Regions from separate parts of the Mus musculus genome. Here all the other regions are linked to region 2. A link is a contact called in public HiChIP or PLAC-seq data. All regions are on one chromosome and are shown on one strand. Each heading gives the region's core, a stretch centred on a gene start, on an enhancer-like site or on the middle of the called end of the contact. The rest is flanking DNA. Distances are from core to core; before and after follow the strand shown. Region 1 holds the start of Ankrd35 (ankyrin repeat domain 35). Region 2 holds the start of Mtmr11 (myotubularin related protein 11). Region 3 holds the start of Adamtsl4 (ADAMTS-like 4). Region 4 overlaps Polr3gl (polymerase (RNA) III (DNA directed) polypeptide G like).

The links. HiChIP or PLAC-seq counts read pairs in DNA pulled down with a chosen protein or histone mark.
Region 1: a contact with region 2 is called in an HNF4G HiChIP or PLAC-seq map of pancreatic cancer cells. The contact joins the promoter of Ankrd35 here to the promoter of Mtmr11 in region 2. A contact is called at or near these places in 1 of 115 datasets of contacts at active chromatin or transcription factors (pancreatic cancer cells) and 1 of 9 other capture datasets (adipose tissue).
Region 3: a contact with region 2 is called in a FOXA1 HiChIP or PLAC-seq map of pancreatic cancer cells. The contact joins the promoter of Adamtsl4 here to the promoter of Mtmr11 in region 2. A contact is called at or near these places in 2 of 39 promoter capture datasets (hematopoietic stem and progenitor cells and liver), 1 of 484 Hi-C or Micro-C datasets (embryonic stem cells), 1 of 115 datasets of contacts at active chromatin or transcription factors (pancreatic cancer cells) and 1 of 9 other capture datasets (pancreatic islet).
Region 4: an H3K27ac HiChIP or PLAC-seq map of microglia shows a contact between it and region 2, with 5 times the contacts expected there. The contact joins the enhancer-like site here to the promoter of Mtmr11 in region 2. A contact is called at or near these places in 1 of 39 promoter capture datasets (pre-B cells), 2 of 115 datasets of contacts at active chromatin or transcription factors (bone marrow-derived macrophages and microglia) and 2 of 9 other capture datasets (adipose tissue and pancreatic islet).

What each region holds. Positions count from the first base shown.
Region 1 is chr3:96,668,708-96,671,671 of GRCm38.p6, forward strand. Ankrd35 (ankyrin repeat domain 35) reads left to right here and starts at 1,424. Exons shown (of 14, transcript NM_001356538.1): 1 at 1,424-1,742. The coding sequence starts at 1,704.
Region 2 is chr3:96,160,550-96,163,568 of GRCm38.p6, forward strand. Mtmr11 (myotubularin related protein 11) reads left to right here and starts at 1,421. Exons shown (of 17, transcript NM_181409.3): 1 at 1,421-1,709; 2 at 2,080-2,170; 3 at 2,543-2,664; 4 at 2,919-2,979. The coding sequence starts at 1,644. It overlaps Otud7b (OTU domain containing 7B), which reads left to right. Exons shown (of 12, transcript NM_001025614.1): 12 at 1-580.
Region 3 is chr3:95,686,592-95,689,344 of GRCm38.p6, forward strand. Adamtsl4 (ADAMTS-like 4) reads right to left here and starts at 1,326. Exons shown (of 18, transcript NM_144899.3): 1 at 1,230-1,326.
Region 4 is chr3:96,575,638-96,578,337 of GRCm38.p6, forward strand. It overlaps Polr3gl (polymerase (RNA) III (DNA directed) polypeptide G like), which reads right to left. Exons shown (of 8, transcript NM_027241.4): 8 at 2,235-2,700. Among named protein-coding and RNA genes, the nearest start is that of Gm15441, 10 kb to the left of the region's middle. Within about 2 kb of position 1,269, at least 381 of the 459 cell types and tissues checked have an H3K27ac peak or open chromatin away from gene starts, as enhancers often do. A contact at or near this core is called in adipose tissue, bone marrow-derived macrophages, microglia and 2 more, where this site is marked.

The DNA of each region.
Region 1 (2,964 bases), core at 174-2,673, 510 kb after region 2:
GCTCTTCCAAAGGTCCGGAGTTCAAATCCCAGCAACCACATGGTAATGAGATCTGACTCCCTCTTCTGGAGTGTCTGAAGACAGCTACAGTGTACTTACATATAAATAAATCTTAAAAAAAAAAAAGTTGCAAAGGGCATTATGAATGAATGGTCTGCTACAACAGTTTAAACTTGGAAGTTTGCCAGAAAATACTGAGAGTGAAGGCAGGCTTCTGGTTTTGGTTTTTGAGACAGGATCTCTCTGTTATGTACCTCTGGCTGTCCTGGAACTTGCTATGTAGACCCACCACACAAGACTGGCCTCAATTTACAGAAATCTACCTGCCTCTGATTCCGGAGTGCTGAGATTAAAGGCGGATGCGTCACCACACCTTCTTCAGGCTTCTGTTTCAGAAGAACCTTGAAAACCATGTTAAGAACTTTGGGCCTAAGCCGGGCGGTGGTGGCACATGCCTGTAATAATAGCACTTGGGAGGCAGAGGCAGGCAGGTTTCTGAGTTCGAGGCCAGCCTGGTCTACAAAGTGAGTTCCAGGACAGCCACGGCTACACAGAGAAACCCTGTCTCGACCAAACAAAAAAAAAAAAAAAAGAAAGAAAGAAAAAAGAAAAGAACTTTGGGCCTATAGCATCTTGGGGGGGCGGGGGTGGGGGTGGGGTCTGCTGCTAAGCCTCACTACTTTAGTTCAAGCACCGGATTCACAAGGTGAATGGAGAAAGCCAACGCCGGTTGTCTTCTGACCTCCACAAGGGTGCCCACCCTTAGCGCATACTCATGCCTCAGTAAATGAATTAATGTAAAACACTTCTAAAAAGAATTTTGGGCTTTATTCCATAGGGTTCCATGAGTATTTGGGTGGGCTTGCTTGGTTTACAGGGAGGAGAAAGGAGAGATGGGAAGGCCAGACCAGTTGGCTGCAACTAATACTTGTCAAACAAGAATTACTAAGAAGTGAGTCTAAAGGATAAGGAAGGTCGGACTTTTTGTTTGTTTGTTTGTTTCTTGGAGTGGGGAAGCAGACAGTAAAAACTCTCCCCTTGCTGCTTTCTAAGATCTGCGTTAGTGATCGGCTTGATCCTTTGAGTTTTGTCCAACCTCTGGTTGCAGTGGGTCACAAATCACCCATTGGTGATCAAGTCTGCTTAGTGCATCACGTTTCCAAACTCTATAGAAGATCTTGGGGCGTTGGGAGGGAGGGGATGAAGCACACACAGGTCATGGCTATGACTAAGAGTCATTAACTGGTAAAAGAGGTTGGTGACATCGAAGCTTGTGGAGGTCCTTGAGAGGGGGCGGGGGCGGAACTGGGGGTGGAGCTCCAAGCAGAAAGACGGGGGACTTAGGGCCTGGAAGTCGCTGGTGCGGAGGCTGCGAGCATCCCTCTTGGATTCGGTAGGTAACTACAGGGGGCGGGCTTCGGCTGAAGGGCGGAACTTGAGAGCCAGCCAGGGTGGCCGCAAAAGACTGCGGGCTTTTTGCCTCTGCAGGGACGGGGTTAGGCAGGGCCAGAGGCGGGGTTTTAAGCCCAGCCTTCAGTTGAACGTCTACGATTGAGCGGGGTGGGATCTGGGGCGGGGCTTGGGGCGGGACCCAGTCTGCTTTTTGACAGCTGTCTTTCGGCACAGCCGTAGCCGAGTTGGGTTAGGAACTTGTGGCCCGGCTCTCTGCGCGTCCCCGTCCCCCCGTGGCCCTAGCCCCGGCCATGAAGCGCATCTTCTCCTGCTCCAGTTCACAAGTGGCGGTAGGTGCCAAATGTGTGGGAGAAGGGCTGTGGCTGGGATTCAAGCCCTGTGTTGACAGAAGTCCTGAGTCCCATCTCCATGGATGATCGCATTAACCCTGCCTGCATCAGTCTTTCCTGCGATGTTAGCAGTTCTGATAATGCGGTCGCCAGCCCTGGTAACTGAACTTATGGGTGTTATTAAAACCCTGTCCCTTAATCTTTTCCTTCCCAAGGTGCTTCCCCTTGGCTCCTTTTCCCAACATATTTGGCTTCCAGCTTCTGGTATGCTTTCTAAAGTTCTGTTCTCTTCCAATGACCCTGGTCTCTACTTCAGCTGCGGCTCCCAGTACCAACCCACCTCCAGACATCTGCCCGCCCCCACCCCAGCCTTTAAATCCGTTCCTACTTCTATCCCTAATTCCTGCCCTATAGCTTCACTTCCATCCTTGCCTTCTCACAACGTTCTCTCTCACATAGCTCCATTTTTACTCTTTGCTTTCTGCCCCTAACAGTATTTTCTGCCCCCAAAGTATTCTCACCCCAGTGCCTTCTTCCAACCCTTCTTCACAGCCTCCTTTACCAAACTTGCCTCTTCCACTCCATGACACTGCCTCTTCCACTCTCTCAAGCACCAATCCAAATCTCTTTCCAAGCGTCTGTCCAACATGGGGCCTCTGTTTTCTTAATTTCCAGTGACCTTTTCCTCAATATTACTTCCTCTACCTTTTGCCTGGACCTCCTGCCTGCTTACAGTGGCTTAACCTTGCAACCTAGCTAGCCAGACAAACGCTGTCAGAGGACAGACAAGTCTCCTGGCTGATCCCCAAGAGCCTGGGTGAGTTGCCTGCAGAATTTACCCTGGCCAGTTCTCTGTACTGTCTAGTCTTCAGACTGGTTCTTGGGACCAATCAAGTTCTGTCTGGTTCTCCCCCCATCCCACCCCACCCCCAATTATTCCTTTGTCTTGTTTAGCATTTGTGTTCATTTTCTTTGATTGAGTTAGGGGAATGAGATGGTGAAGGAGAAGACAGAGTGGATCACAATGAGAGAGTTCCTGACAAGGGTTACTCTCTTCTCCGTTCTCTCCCCTCTAGAGCAAAACAAAGATTTTGGAAGATGGTGGTTCAGGGAGGATACAGTTGTCCTTCTCTAAAGAGTTCTTCCGGAGTGGCCCTCTGTGGAGGGAATGGCGTCTTCTGAGGAGGTTGGGGGTATGAGTCCCTTGGTACTAATATTGCTT
Region 2 (3,019 bases), core at 171-2,670:
CTCTCTATCCCCTTTCCATCCAGTGGACATCTATCTGCATTTGTGCTGCAGGTGGTGAGAGTCTTCCTGTTAACCTAATCCTCAACTGCAGCCCCTTTGTGCTTCTGGTTAGGCGATGATCACATCACTTCTCTCCGTCCTGACCATTCCCTCTATATTCTGCTGTTCCCATACCTCAAGATATTAAAGAACAGAATGAGGCTTTCGGAGGAAAGTGGTGGGGAGAAGAAAAGTAGGTCATGGGATTTTGGCACACCTGTTCCTAAGCTGTTCCTTACTACATACTTTATTCCAGAAGCATTGAGGTGTGTGGTGGGGTGGTGGTGACCAGCAGTCTTTAGGACTTCTACAATCAGGCGTCTAGACCAGCTTGCTAGCAAGTACATACCTGTTTGTTCCAGTCTCTGCTCATGCTAGTTCACTATTTCCACAGTTGCAGCCAACAAAGAGAACTTTGGAAGCTGAGGCTGGAAGGATGTGTGCTGTGGGGAAGGGAGTGTTGAATGTCACGGCCCCCACCTAAGGATTGCTGCCTCTGTACAGACTCAAAAACAATAAAACAGCAGCTCATTAACACCTATTTTGTATTTCATTTCCTGTCTTCTCCGTGTTGAAACATGCTGCCCTCAAGCTGCCCTCCTTAGCATCTCTGTTCAGTGCCCTACAGCCCCATCTTTGCTTTTTAAATTCAGCAGGGAAGGAGGGGGAAATGTGATCCTGGAGCTGAAAAGAGTTTTCCAGTCCTTAGCTTTCAAAGTCCAGAACATGAATCATTCATTAGGAGATCTGGTGACTGGGTTGGAGGGGCGGAGTCATGTACCTGGGGCTGGGCTTTCCATAGGAATAGGTGGCTGCGGGAGTGGGGAGGTGCGCTCGCCGGGCGCAAAGGCTGGTTTAGATATACCACGATCTTTTTCTGGGTTTTCTAGCTCCCGCCCCACTGCCGAGATTTGCACACCAAAATACCTGTGCTGTGTCTGCATCCCAGACACACCAATTTCCGTCCACTCCATTCTGCCCCTGGGCCTGTCACGCTCTCCAGAAAAGGACACAAGGTTCAGTTCCCTTTATGTCCCCTTCTCAACCCGTTAGGTTGTCAGAGGAGGCTGAAAATGAACAAAATCACAAAACCCATGAATAAACGAAACCAAAATAACTGAGTTTCCTAGTGTTTCATCTCTCATTGAAAAAGTATAGAGAGCTAGCCCAAAATGTTTTCATTTAACTACTGCTCCCCTCGTCACACCCACTAATATTCACGAACAGAAAGAGACTAAAATGTGGATGTGGGTTAAGGGAATCTGGGTATCCCCAGTTCCCCCATTCCTCCCATCTTTCTTAAGCTCCTCCATTTCCTTTCTACTTTGAAAAAAAAAATTGCGTATTCTCCTTTAAGGGGCTGGGCATCTTGCCTGTTCTCTTAGAGTCACCGAAGTTTCCAAAGAGCCTCCCCTGTCTGGGCAGGACACACCTTTCAAATAAGACCCCTGGAACTGTGCTCCTGGTATCCGAAATGCCGCTACCGCTGCGTCCTCCCCAGCCTCTTTCTCCCCACCTCTAGGATTTAGCCTCTCCCCAAAAAGAGCCAGCATCTTTGAGGACTCCCACCCTTAGCTGCTCTACTCCCGGATGGAGCCAGGGAAATGTGGTGGGGGGGCCGGGGCCAGAGTTTCAACATTGCCCCCCAGAAGGAGGAGCCAGAGATGGGGGTAAGGAAAAGGAATGGGAGGGTAGCTAACAAGAGAGTGTGAATGGGATGCTGTGGAAATTAAAGGGGAAGGAAAGGATTCAGAGGAGGAGGGTGTATCTGTTTTATCAACTGTTATGGAGCTCGTCTGCCTTTTTCAGTCTCGAGTTGTCTCATTATCCATTAACCAGCCCCTCCTTGTCTTGTCTGCCAGCCGCAGTCAGTGATCTCAATTTCCCTGAGAGGAGAGGAGAGCAGAGCAGAGAAGGGGGGGGGGGGGGGGGGGAAGAACCCGAACAAATGAACTCAATGCGGGTCTCCAAAGGCAGCTACTGGAGAAATCCCAGATTCTGAGTTTAGGGGGTCCCAGATTAACTCTCTCCCCTGCTCAGCTCTCTGGACCGAAGTCTAACCCAGGGAACAGGATGCCGGAGCCCAGCAGTCATCAGCTTGGCAGCTGCCTGGCCTCTGGTTGTCTCCCAGGTAATAAAATGACCTCTCTAGATTCCTTTAAAAGTCTTCCTACCCCATCCTTTTTTGTTTTCACCAAAGATACTCCCTATTCCTTTCCTCGAAGTGTTTCTGAGACTCATTCTCCTGCCTCCTTCCTCAGAGCTTGTGGAAGGCCTGGACATTGTTCATTCTGCTTTCTCACCCCGGCTACCACTTTTCTTATTAACTATCCAAAGACCAGTGAGTGTATATGTGCCACGTTCTATGCAGGGTTTTAGAAGTTAAAAAAAAAAGTCTATTCTTTTCCTTCAATTTTACATCTAAGGATAGACGAGTAGCCACATAGAAGTGTGGGGCAGCATTGGGGATAGTTAGACCTTTGCTTCTCTTTCTCCCTTTTAGGGGAGCATATCCTAGCATGGGCACCAGGACGAAGGAAAGGGCCAGGACTAGACCTGCCTGGAACTCTGATCTGCACTAACTTTAGGGTAACCTTCCAGCCTTGTGGATGGCAGCGAAAGCAGGTGAGGTGATTAGTGTAATAGAAAAGCTTGGTGCGGTGTCCCAGCAGTTGGGGGGTGGGGCGTTGAGATGGAAGACCATGAGAGTTCCAGGCTAACCTAGGCTACATAGCAATGCTCTGTTTTTCTTGTGAATGTATCAGTAAATGGTAGAATTATTTCTATGGAAGCTGCCTTCTACGGGGGAGGGGCGGAGGCAGCAAGGCAAGACAGGGATGGCTGTCATGTCTGTAGCATCAGTCTTGTGCTTCCTTTAGGATACTCCTCTGAGTAGTGAAAATGATTTTGCCTTGATCAACATTGGTCGATTAGAGGCTGGTAAGTTTGAGGGTTTGGTAAAAGGGGCATTTGAGTCTCT
Region 3 (2,753 bases), core at 76-2,575, 470 kb before region 2:
AAGAATCCAAGGATCGCTGGCCAAAGTAGGCCAGATCAGGGCATGCAAAGGACAGAGAGGGGGGCAAAGCTAGGTCCTGCTCCCCCTCCCTGGGACCCCAGGGCTTGGGAATTTGAGGAGGAGACCAAATGGGCTGAGCTGAGTTCTTGGAGCTAGGGAGGAGGTAAAAGGCACCACGTCCTTCTTCAGTTGAGCCAGCCACTGAATCTACGACTTCCCTGATGGACGAGTGGCCCTGTTCAACCCACTCATCAGCCCTCTGCCTGCCCAGTGAGGCTGGAAGGATGGGGGGTGTGTGTGATGGACACAACCTGTCTGATGCTGGTCCCCTCTCCACCTCCCTCTGCGCCTCTCTGCTCCTCCAGTCTGTCCCTGATGCCTCTCCGTGGTCTACCCAGTACACATAATCCTGTCCTGAGCTGGTTTTGGCAGCTCTCTGGAGAAGTGAGGGGTGGGGGGTGACGAGAACTCCTGGGGCTAGGGCCAGGCCTGGCTCCCTCTCTGGAAAAGTCCACCCCACCCTCCCCTGCATAGGGGAGCAGGAGCCGACACCCCCCCCCCCCCCCGCACAAATGTATGTTTGTCCTTTCTCCACGCCCAGGGTGAGGAAAATGAGGTTGGAAGTGGGCATCCTGAAGTCACGGTGGACCCTGGCTGAGCACAAACCTATGCTGCTCCTGGTCACACCCCCTTGTGGGCCAGTGACACCAAGGAAAGTGACTTGCAGGGTGCTAACCCCTTCACCCCAGGCTCACTTCAGGCAAATGAGCCAATGCAGAGTGGACGGGTGGAGGGAGGGTTAGTAAGGGCTGGGCTAGCAGAGGAGAGATGCTGTCCTGTCAGAATGCCAGGGTTTTCACGGCATCCCCCCCCCCCCAAACATCCCAACAGGTGTCTTTTCCCTCAACCTCTCACAACAGATTGAGTTGTGCAAAGAGCACTCACCCGCATCCCTCCCGGACACCCTATCCCTGCGTTCCCAGAGTACAGGCGTCTGGTCGCATCTTCCCGAAGCCCCTCAGGGAAGAGCCGGCTGTGCCGGCGTGCAGGGAGGTCCTGGGTATGTTTTCCAACTTCACTATGTGACTTAATAGGAATCTTGGCACAAGCCCTCGCCCGGGTGATGGGACTCGGAGTCCCAGGGACCAGACCCCCTCCCCAGGAATTCGCCTTAGGGTCCGCTGTTCTGAGACAGTCAGAGCCCAGGCGGGGGGTCGGGGAGGTTCTACCTTCTCTGCGCCCGCTCTCTCCAGCTGCCTCTGGTAGTGGCCACCGCGGCCCGGAGCCCCAGGACAGCGCCGCCCGCGGCAGGCTCCGCCCCACGCCACCCGTGCCCCGCCCGCCACGCGCCGGACTCAACCACCCACCCCGGGTGCCCCGTACAGCTAAAGAGCTTGCAGCCACGCTGTGGACACGGTTCCCGCGCCCGCCCCGGGGCTCGAGACCCCACCAACTCTGGCAGGCTCCTTTTGGTTGGAGCCTGTCCTCGAAGAACCTGGGCTAGCCCCGAACCAGCAAGGGGATTTGCAAACTAGACCCATGTAGCCCTGAGCAAACTCAGATCTGCTCAAGCCAAGGCCCTCTCCTCCATGCAGCCAATGCCATCGCCTCCGCTTTTCCCATACTGGGCAGTGAACCATGTGGCTCTGATGGCCAGGGACCTCTCTGAGCCTCGGTTTCTTCATCCATAAAATTTTACACCCTGGAGCTTAGCGGGAGGAATGCACGCTGAATTATGAGTCAGACAATTTGGATTTGAATTTCAGCTTGAGCACTTGCCAGCTCTGTGGTCTTTCATGAGCACTTCAACTTCAATGCGGCAGTGTCCTCTGTAGAATGGGAGAATTTGATGTGTATATTAGGCTTGGAAATGTTTATCCATCTCCATGTGGAAGAATGACTGAGGAGGGGTGGGGAAGGGATGAAAACAGCTTTCAGTTTTTATGCTTTTTATTCTATTCATATGTCTTTTAATGGATTGTTGGTTTGTTGTTTGTCTTTGAGGCAGGGTCTCGGTAGCCCTGTCTGGCTTGAACTGTGTAGACCAGGCCAGCCTTCAACTCATGGAGATCCACCTGCTATTGCTTACTGCAGTGTTGGGATTAAAGGCCTGCCTATGCCTTGCCTGTCCAACCTCGTAACTTCTTTGAAAAACAAAAACGTATAGGTTGTTCGATACTAGACTGGTCTTCAGGGTGAATTCCAGCTGAGGCTGGGCGGGGGGTGGGGGTGGGGGAGAATATATAGGGAATGGTAGTGCATGTTTAGCACTTGGGAGGCTGAGGCAAGAGAGGGGAACCACTGGTTCAAGACCAGCCTGGGAAATCCAGCAAGTTCTAGGGCAAGCTGGGCTACAGAGTGAGACCACCCTAGTTTCAACAATGAAATACCAGAGCAAGGTTAGAGAGATGGCTCAGCCATTGAAGGCCAGGCTCACCACCAATGTCAAGACACTCAAATACAGAAGTTGTAGCAACATATTGTCTTGCAACCCATAAAACAACAGAGGGCCCTGGTGCCCCCGGCTAATGTTTCCTAGTTTCTTGGCTATATGTTACACTTTGTGCTGAGGGCACAGAAGCTAGTTTAAGTCCTTAAGTCTCCAAGTCTAGTTTGAACAGATCCTGCCAGTGAGAAATGATCACTTTGGAGCTGACATGTTAACTGTGGAAGCAGGGTCTATCCCAAGGCAGTGGGTGTGTATATAAAACAGCCCTATGTCTGGGGGTGTAATAATGCGCTGAAGCAGAGCT
Region 4 (2,700 bases), core at 19-2,518, 410 kb after region 2:
TGGGAAGTTGGGGAAAGGTCAGTGGACATGGTTTAGCTATTGCCTGGAACCAATTAGGAATTTGGGGAAGCTGCTGTGTCTCGTGTCACTGGCTTTGTCCAACAAGGTCACCTGCCAGGGAAGGCAGGAGTCCAGGCAGGGCAGAGTCCAAGAATGACTTGATATTTATGACACTTTGTCTTTGAGGTAGCATGACTGATCCCAAGTGGTCATTCCAACCTTTGTCCTCCTTTCTCCTGCGCCAGGGGAAAGGCAACGTGAAGGGACGGAACTGTGGAAAGATGGGTGGGGACTAGTGTCCTGCCCTCCTTTACCACCTTTAGTTCGGGATCTTTGGTCCCACCACCAAGTTCCCAGGGATGTGAGTTGGCTCATTCGGTGCTTGCCTCCAAGCCTTGCATGTGAGCCCCCAGACCCATATGGCAGCAGGAGAGTACTGACTCCAGCAGGCTGTCCTCTGGGCTCCCCACACACGCCATTTTGTACACCCTTGGCCAAATAAATGAAATGTTAAAAAAAAAAAAAAAAAAAAAAGAGGAGCATCAGGTGGGCTAGCCTGTGGCAGTGTCTCTCAACATAGACCTGGACTTAAGTAATGAGGGTTAGGATGGTGTCTCCCCTCCACTGTGTGTGCACGGGACAACGTAGGAAAAGACAACAGGTAAACAAAACAGAACCAAACCGTTCAGGATCTTTGTTTTCGGCTGTTTCCTCCCTAGCTACAGTCGCTGGCTGTAGAACTGTGGGAAACCCCAGGGACAAGTCTCCTGGCCCCGCCCTTCCCTCACCTCGGAGAGCTAGAAAAGGAAACACATCAATCACCACAAATTGCTCAATAACTCTGGAATGTTCGCTTCTATTCCTGTTCCCGGCTCTGCTTTCTTGGCTGGGCTTCTATCCCAACACTTGCTACCACATTTAAACGAGGCCTTGAAGGCGCTTCTCCTCCATGGAGTCTAAGCCCCTCTTTGCCCTGTACAATGGGGTCAGAAATACCTGACCTTGGATTTCGGTTCTCTAACCCACGATGCTGTAGGAAATTCGGTCGGCCTGTCTAAAAGCGATTGGGAAGCTTATTGGACGCTTCTCACACAGTCCATCCTTAGACTATGAAATGCTCAGTGGGGCCTCCCGTGGTAGCACGGCAGATGTCTCTGCAGGTCTCCTTACTCTGTTTCTATACTGGACACGCAACTTACTCGTGGCTGTGGCATGGCAAGTGCATGCAACCAATCAGCTCGAGGAAGCCTTCCTTAGAAGCCAATCAGAGGCCAGGGAAGTGACCTCACCCAAGGGAGCGCTGTGTGGGCGAGGAAGCCTCTCTTAGAGCTGAGTGTCCCTAAATCACTCCCTTCCTCCCCACCCTCCTTACTTCCTGGAAGATAACACCGCCTACCCCCTCCCCAAAGTGGAGTGAGAAAGGCTAACTTAATTCCACAAAGGAAAGAACAACAAAAAAGAAGGAGCTGCAAGCCACACCCCGGCTGTCTGTAGAGAACAGTATATTTAGGGAGATCCTAAATATGCCTTTCAAAGTGGGCTCTCCAGGTCCTGGAAGACGGTAAGCTGAAAGCAGTGAGTCACTCCTCTCTCCCGGCCCCTGGCTTTCTGGACTCCCTGCACAAAAATAGCTGCAATCACTCTTTGTAAATAAGGACACCATCAAGGTCAAGTGTGAGAAAGGAGAGGGCTGGTGTCCTGGTAAATGTGCCTGACTATGCAGGCTCATGTCCCTGTGCTGCTGGAGGCCAAAGGCTAGGGTAGTCTGTGGGCGAGCCTATGCTTTCCCCAGCGCTGCTTTCAGACAGCATTGCAGATGAGTTCCTGAATGTCCTCCAAGGGAGAGCTGAGAAGTAAAGGTCAAGGGTCAAGGCGGTCACACACACACACACACACACCCGTGTCACACTGGACACGCAGAGATTTGACACTGGTGGCACAGACCTGGGACCACAGCTAGGGAGGCTGAGACAGTTTCAGGCCTGTTTGGGCTACAGGGTTAAGTTCAAAGCCAACTTAGGCAACTTAGCAAAAGCTCTGCCTAAAAATTCTAAAGCAAATATATAAAAAGAGATGGGGGCATGGCTGAGTGATGGAACACCCGTTTAGCATTTGCATGGCTGTAAATTCAGTCCTCTGAAAGGGGGCGTGGCAGGGGTAAGAATGGCTTGACTGGACACCCCCTCAGCCTTGCCTCCGGCCCTTTCCCAGTACACATCACTCTGTTAGACATGTTAGACAGATACAAACATTTTATTTAAAAGTACAAAACAGGCCTTACTCCTCTTGACTGTTCCCACCCCAAGTCTCCCCTAAACTGTCAACGGCTGCGCATCACAGCCCCCAGGGATCACACAGGTCACCTGGATTCTAACCAATTTTTTCTCAACAGAAGTAAATGCTAGTAAGTCTGCTGTGGTGGCGCGTCCCTGTAATCCCAAGGCTTGGGGGGGTGGGGGGGGGTCCAAAATTCAAGGCCAGCCTCAGCTACATACCGAGTTCCAGGCCAGCTTGAGCTACATGAGATCTTCTCTCAAAAAACAATAACAAAGCTGGGCATGGTGGCGAATGCCTTTAATCCCAGCACTTGGGAGGCAGAGGCAGAGGCAGAGGCAGGCGGATTTCTGAGTTTGAGGCCAGCCTGGTCTACAGAGTGAGTTCCAGGACAGCCAGGGCTACACAGAGAAACCTGTCTGGAAA